2 separate regions of the Mus musculus genome follow, and region 1 is linked to region 2. Evidence: chromatin contacts called from public promoter capture Hi-C data. All regions are on one chromosome and are shown on one strand. Each heading gives the region's core, a stretch centred on a gene start, on an enhancer-like site or on the middle of the called end of the contact. The rest is flanking DNA. Distances are from core to core; before and after follow the strand shown. Region 1 holds the start of Il1bos (interleukin 1 beta, opposite strand). Region 2 holds the start of Il1a (interleukin 1 alpha).

Region 1 (2,700 bases), core at 58-2,557, 60 kb before region 2:
GGAAAATTTCACAGCTCTTCACTTCTGCTTTTTAGGACTATAAAACAAGGGAGGGAAAACAAGTTGGACAACAAACCCTGCAGTGGTTCGAGGCCTAATAGGCTCATCTGGGATCCTCTCCAGCCAAGCTTCCTTGTGCAAGTAAGTCTCTCTCTCTCTCTGTCTCTCTCTCTCTCTGTCTCTCTCTATCTCTCTCTCTCTGTCTCTCTCTCTCTGTCTCTGTCTGTCTCTCTCTCTGTCTCTGTCTGTCTATCTCTCTCTCTCTCTGTCTGTCTCTGTCTCTCTCTGTCTGTCTCTCTCTGTCTCTCTGTCTCTCTCTCTGTCTCTCTCTGTCTCTCTCTCTCTCTCTCTTTCCCCCCCCCCCACTGATGGACTTTGGGCTTTTTATTTATAAAAAGTAGCTGTACCTCCATGGTTTGTGAAGTACTCTGGAAATGAGTACTGTCTGTATAGCCGCTGACATCTAAAAGGCAGCTCCTGTCTTGTAGGAAAGCTTCTTTATTAGGGTTTGGCTCTGCTGTTGCTTCCTTCCAGAGCATCTTCCTAATGCTGTTCCCCATGTTGTAGTGACCCCCCACACACCCTAAAATTATTTTCATTGCTACTTCATAACTATAATTTTGCTACTGTTATGAAGTGTAAATATCTGTGTTATCCAATGGTCTTAGGTGACCCCTGTGAAAGGGCCACTTGACTCCAAAAGGGCCACTGTTCTAGACCTATACAACGGCTCCTCCGTTCCTTCATTCCTCAGAGACCAGTTTAGCATGCCTGCCCTGAACTAGAGCTAAGAGAAACACATATGAAGGACGCCCCTCGGGGAGCTAACGCTGGATGCCCACCCACTTTCTTTCTTCACACAGGTGTCTGAAGCAGCTATGGCAACTGTTCCTGAACTCAACTGTGAAATGCCACCTTTTGACAGGTCAGTGGGTACTGGAGAGTGGTCACATATCCAGCACTCTGCTTTCAGGAATGGAGGGCTATCTACTTTCAGAGGCCAGAGAGTCCCCAACTCATCTCCTTCAGTGGCTATCAGAGTTCAAGCAACCTAGCTTAAAGACTGACCTCTTCACTCCCAAGCCCAACCTAGGGACTTAGGTGCTGTCACTACAGGGACTCCTACAGATGCAATGGTAAGAAAAACTTCCACATGGACAGGATAAGAGACTCTTTTGCAAAGTCTGGCTTGGAAGCAAAGGCAGAGAGCTCAGACTTTAGCTAACTCTGCTAGTCTAGAATTTAGGTGTCAGAAGTCAACAGAGAGCAACCAGAGCACCCACTTACCTGGCCCAGAATCTGCTTCTAGACTGTTACTTACGTAGCACTGTAGAACTTCCCAGAAGTCTTTGGGAAGCTTTAAGAGTCATGGTAGGTGTGGTTTTATGAACAATGGAAGTCTGTCTGCTCAGTATTGATAAGGAGCTATCACTTGACCACATCTGTTTTCATTACAGTGATGAGAATGACCTGTTCTTTGAAGTTGACGGACCCCAAAAGATGAAGGTGAGACTCTGAGCTTGGCTCCTAACCTGTGGAGGGACTGTGGCATGGGAAAAAAAAACCCAAACGGGAAGGGATATGGGACTGCCTTGCTCCCAGGCTATTTTGTGATGGGATTATTTTGCCTCTTTCAGTGACATAGATAAGGCAACCCACACACTGACCTGGCTCCCACACAGGTTTCATTTACCACAGCCACACACCAAGGCTTGCTGATGGCAATCATGGTGTTTTATGCTAAGAAGACAGTATGGTCTTCAACATACATTTAGTCCCCCCTTGAGAGAGATGGAGCTTAATCTGACCACTTAAATCGAACTCTGGATCTAGAGAGCATGACCTTCAGAATTAGCATCTCTTCCTTCTCTGCCAAAGAACAGTTTCGCATGTTCCTGGGGAGATTAAGATAATAAGAAATAAGTGATATAAACAAAAAGTTAGTTAGGATTTTTAAAAATAACCTGTGGCCTTAGACAAGACCTTTCATTGCTGTGTGATCATAGACAGTCCCCACTGTGTCCTTTGGGAAACACAGGTCAGAAGATCTCTGAAATGTTGGCGATCTGTCACAACCTTCCATTCTGAAGTGTTTTAAGTGCTGGCCAAGTCCATCCTAGCACAAGGGCACTTTCCAGACTTGCTCTCATGAAGAGCCATGTTGCATCCCAGCTGTCCCTTCCTATGATGACTGAGAACGCTCTAATGCCACATGGCGTCAGTCCAGCCACGTCACTGCCCCACTCAGGAGGCAGCTGTTTCTCTCAGACCTCTTCCCAATCCCTCAACAGTCTCCCCCAGCTACAGAATCTAGTCCTTAGCTTACATGAATGTATTTTAAGACCACTCTAACTAGTTAGTTCAGCCTTGGGTGACGCCTCTCACTTTCCCAGCCAGGCTCTGTCCCCCACTGCCTGCTCCAGAACATGGCTTTCCCTGGGAGCCTCTACTCTGGACAGAAACTTCTCTCCCAATCAACCTTTCCTTTACACTATTGAAATGATCTATCGCTGTCCTTCAAGCTTTGAAACTGTTATCATGCCTCAAGGCAACTGTGTTTAGGCCTTAATGTGGTGTTTCTCCAAAGAACAGAAAAGTGGTGACATATTTTACAAACAAAAGCTATGCTTATAGTGTCTGCTAAATATTCCTATGAGAAAAAGAATGTATGGGAAGCCATTGAGAGCCTGTTGGGTGATC
Region 2 (2,700 bases), core at 191-2,690:
CTCACAAGGTGTCCGACAGGCAGAAGATGACAAGATTAGCATTTCTGTGTTGCCTAGAGCAGAAGGCAGGTTAAGGAGGGATGTGGAGCTAGCTAGCTGCTGTCACTGCTCATAGATGTTTAGAGACACCCACCCGAGCTTTGGCTCCAGTCTGCTTCTGTGCTTGGACTACCTTTACGTAGGATCACTCATCTTTGAGTTTTGTTTGTAAATACAGCATGAGGAGGGACAGACTGGGCAGCCACATTGGAATTGGAGCGTTTACACTTGCAGTAGAAGCAATGAACATCTAAAGAGCTCCACTCCATGCTTTAAAAGGGCTAGAGGGACTGGGTCAACCAACACACATAAGCTGCTTTACCCCTCTCGCCCCACCGCTTCTGGTTTGGTTTGGGTTTTATCCCGTGTTTCAGTGGTTTGCTTTTCTCTCTTTGCCATTATTTTTCTTTCCTTGTCTACCACCCACTTCCTTTATTTAAAAGTTACATGGCTTAAATGCCAACTAGAAAAGCTGAAACACTGATTTGCTGAGAGTCTGGTGCCCTACCTCTTAAGACTGGCCTGGCGTCTGGGAACTGAAACTATCTCTAATAAAACTGACCGGGCAGTGTTGCTCCATGTAAGAATCCATACCTTCCTCTCCCATAGCCTCCACTCTGGAGCTGAGGCACTATCATGGCTGGGCCTTTGTCCCTGCCTCCAAAAGTGAGCAGCTGTTCTCACTCAGCTCTGATCTACCCAGAGGTACACTAGACTTTGTGTTTAGGTGGTAGGGCAAGGTTACTTTGCCATAATGTGGCTGAGGCAGGGAACTCTCTCCTGAAGCTGTCATCTCTGTAGGAAGTGTGTTTATGTTATCCAAAGGAGTAAGAGGACCCAGATCTTTAGGGCAAGTGTCACTTTTACCTCCTCCACCTTTAACCATAAGGTTATTGTTTCATACTCAGACTGATAATTTATTCAAGCAGATTTTCCCCTACAAAGAGGAGGGAAGAAGCTCATTTTCCCTCAAATGCCTTAGCTGCCAAGTATCCTGCCCATCCATATTCAGTCCTGGGGCACAATAAACAAGTTAGCCCAAAACACAAAGTACAGCTATGGAGCTCCAGTCCTTGTTTGGCTTTCACTCTGATTTGAGGATTTCTTCCTTCCTCTTCCACTGGTGGGCTTCCTGCCGCTCTTCCCGTTTTGTAAGACTACATGTCTCTAATCACATGGATTAGCAAGAAATAGGCTGATCAAGTCAACGGCCCGTGGAATCTTTGCAAGCAACATTATTACCAAGTGTATAATCTGTCCTTCTGGCCGGTATCAGGCAGAATGAACATAGAAAGATACTAAGCAGAATTGTTTCCTGTAAATTCCCAGTGACACACACATGGCCACTCCTACCTGCTTGAGGAAGACTATAAAAAGGCAGAGAAGCCTGACTCAGACTTAAGTCTCCAGGGCAGAGAGGGAGTCAACTCATTGGCGCTTGAGTCGGCAAAGGTATTGTCCTTATCACGTCTAAGGCTATGAAAATTGTCTTTTGTTTGCTCCTTGACTGTCCTCTCTCAAGGCACCTTGTGTAAGGCTATGGTTTTTTCTCTTCTTCTTCTTCTTCTTCTTCTTCTTCTTCTTCTTCTTCTTCTTCTTCTTCTTCTTCTTTCTCCTTCTCCTTCTCCTCCTTCTCCTTCTCCTTCTCCTCCTCCTTCTCTTCTCCTCCTCCTCCTCCTCCTCCTCCTCCTCCTCCTCCTCCTCCTCCTCCTCCTCCTCCTCCTCCTCCTCCTCCTTCTCCTTCTTCTAATTTAGTACAGGGGCTGGGATGAGAGATTTAAGAAAAGAATTCTCTTTCTAGTGACAGGGAACTTAGGGAGCAGCTGAACAAGATTCATGGGAGGGAGTCTACCAGCAAAGTCGAATCTTTTTCTGGAGATTGGACGTCTCTACTGGCAAAAATGAGAGAGGCCATCAGGTTCCCATTCTCCCTTGCCTATATATAAGGCAGACACCCCACTCTGGTGATTTTAATTTTGTCCTTAATATATTCACCTATTAAATGCCTACTATGTGTGATGCAATAGACTGAACACAAAGAATACCAGGGTAGAGAAAACATTCTAAAACAAAAGTACAAGTTAGTGGAGGAGATAGAAGCATACAGAAATAATGTAAGGGAGTACAGAGAAGAATAGAGGAAATTCTGGGCATGTGATAAGTCACTCATTGTAATTTCTCAAGAGCAAAGTAGGGTCATTGCCCTTGCAAGCACGGGGTTTAGAAGTGGACTGAGCTGACAGCCACTGGTGTTCTCTTACAGAAATCAAGATGGCCAAAGTTCCTGACTTGTTTGAAGACCTAAAGAACTGTTACAGGTAAGAAATACAGTCTTCTTTTTTGATTCGATAAGGGGCTCAAGGTTCCTTTGACTCCAACTAAGAAATAATGTGACAAGCCAGGGGGTAGGCAAGCAGAGACTATGGTGCTATCCATTGATCCTGAAGTCCTAGAAGACAGAGAAGACCTAGGAACACCAGTCATCCATTGTGCTAAAAGAGTATTGCATTGGCAGGAAAACATGGAAATTGTAGAAAATATTTTTGAGGTATACTGAATCCTACATAATTTTATATTAACATCAACTTAGGCACTCCAAAGAGTTTGTGTGTTCTGAATCAGCAGTGGGTTTTAATGAGCTGTTTGAGAGAGAATCTGTTC

The links. Promoter capture Hi-C pulls out the DNA fragments that hold promoters and counts their contacts.
Region 1: a contact with region 2 is called in a promoter capture Hi-C map of macrophages, with 16 read pairs. The contact joins the promoter of Il1bos here to the promoter of Il1a in region 2. A contact is called at or near these places in 25 of 39 promoter capture datasets (the 3T3-L1 cell line, 3T3-L1-derived adipocytes, the C10 cell line and 16 more), 1 of 15 datasets of contacts at CTCF or cohesin (the G1E-ER4 cell line), 13 of 484 Hi-C or Micro-C datasets (the G1E-ER4 cell line, LSK cells, bone marrow-derived macrophages and 6 more), 6 of 115 datasets of contacts at active chromatin or transcription factors (CD8 T cells, the HPC-7 cell line, bone marrow-derived dendritic cells and 2 more) and 5 of 9 other capture datasets (adipose tissue, bone marrow-derived macrophages, liver and 2 more).

What each region holds. Positions count from the first base shown.
Region 1 is chr2:129,368,509-129,371,208 of GRCm38.p6, reverse strand. Il1bos (interleukin 1 beta, opposite strand) reads right to left here and starts at 1,307. Exons shown (of 3, transcript NR_015474.1): 1 at 1,288-1,307. Il1b (interleukin 1 beta) reads left to right here and starts at 70. Exons shown (of 7, transcript NM_008361.4): 1 at 70-141; 2 at 864-925; 3 at 1,458-1,506. The coding sequence starts at 879.
Region 2 is chr2:129,308,712-129,311,411 of GRCm38.p6, reverse strand. Il1a (interleukin 1 alpha) reads left to right here and starts at 1,440. Exons shown (of 7, transcript NM_010554.4): 1 at 1,440-1,491; 2 at 2,303-2,357. The coding sequence starts at 2,311.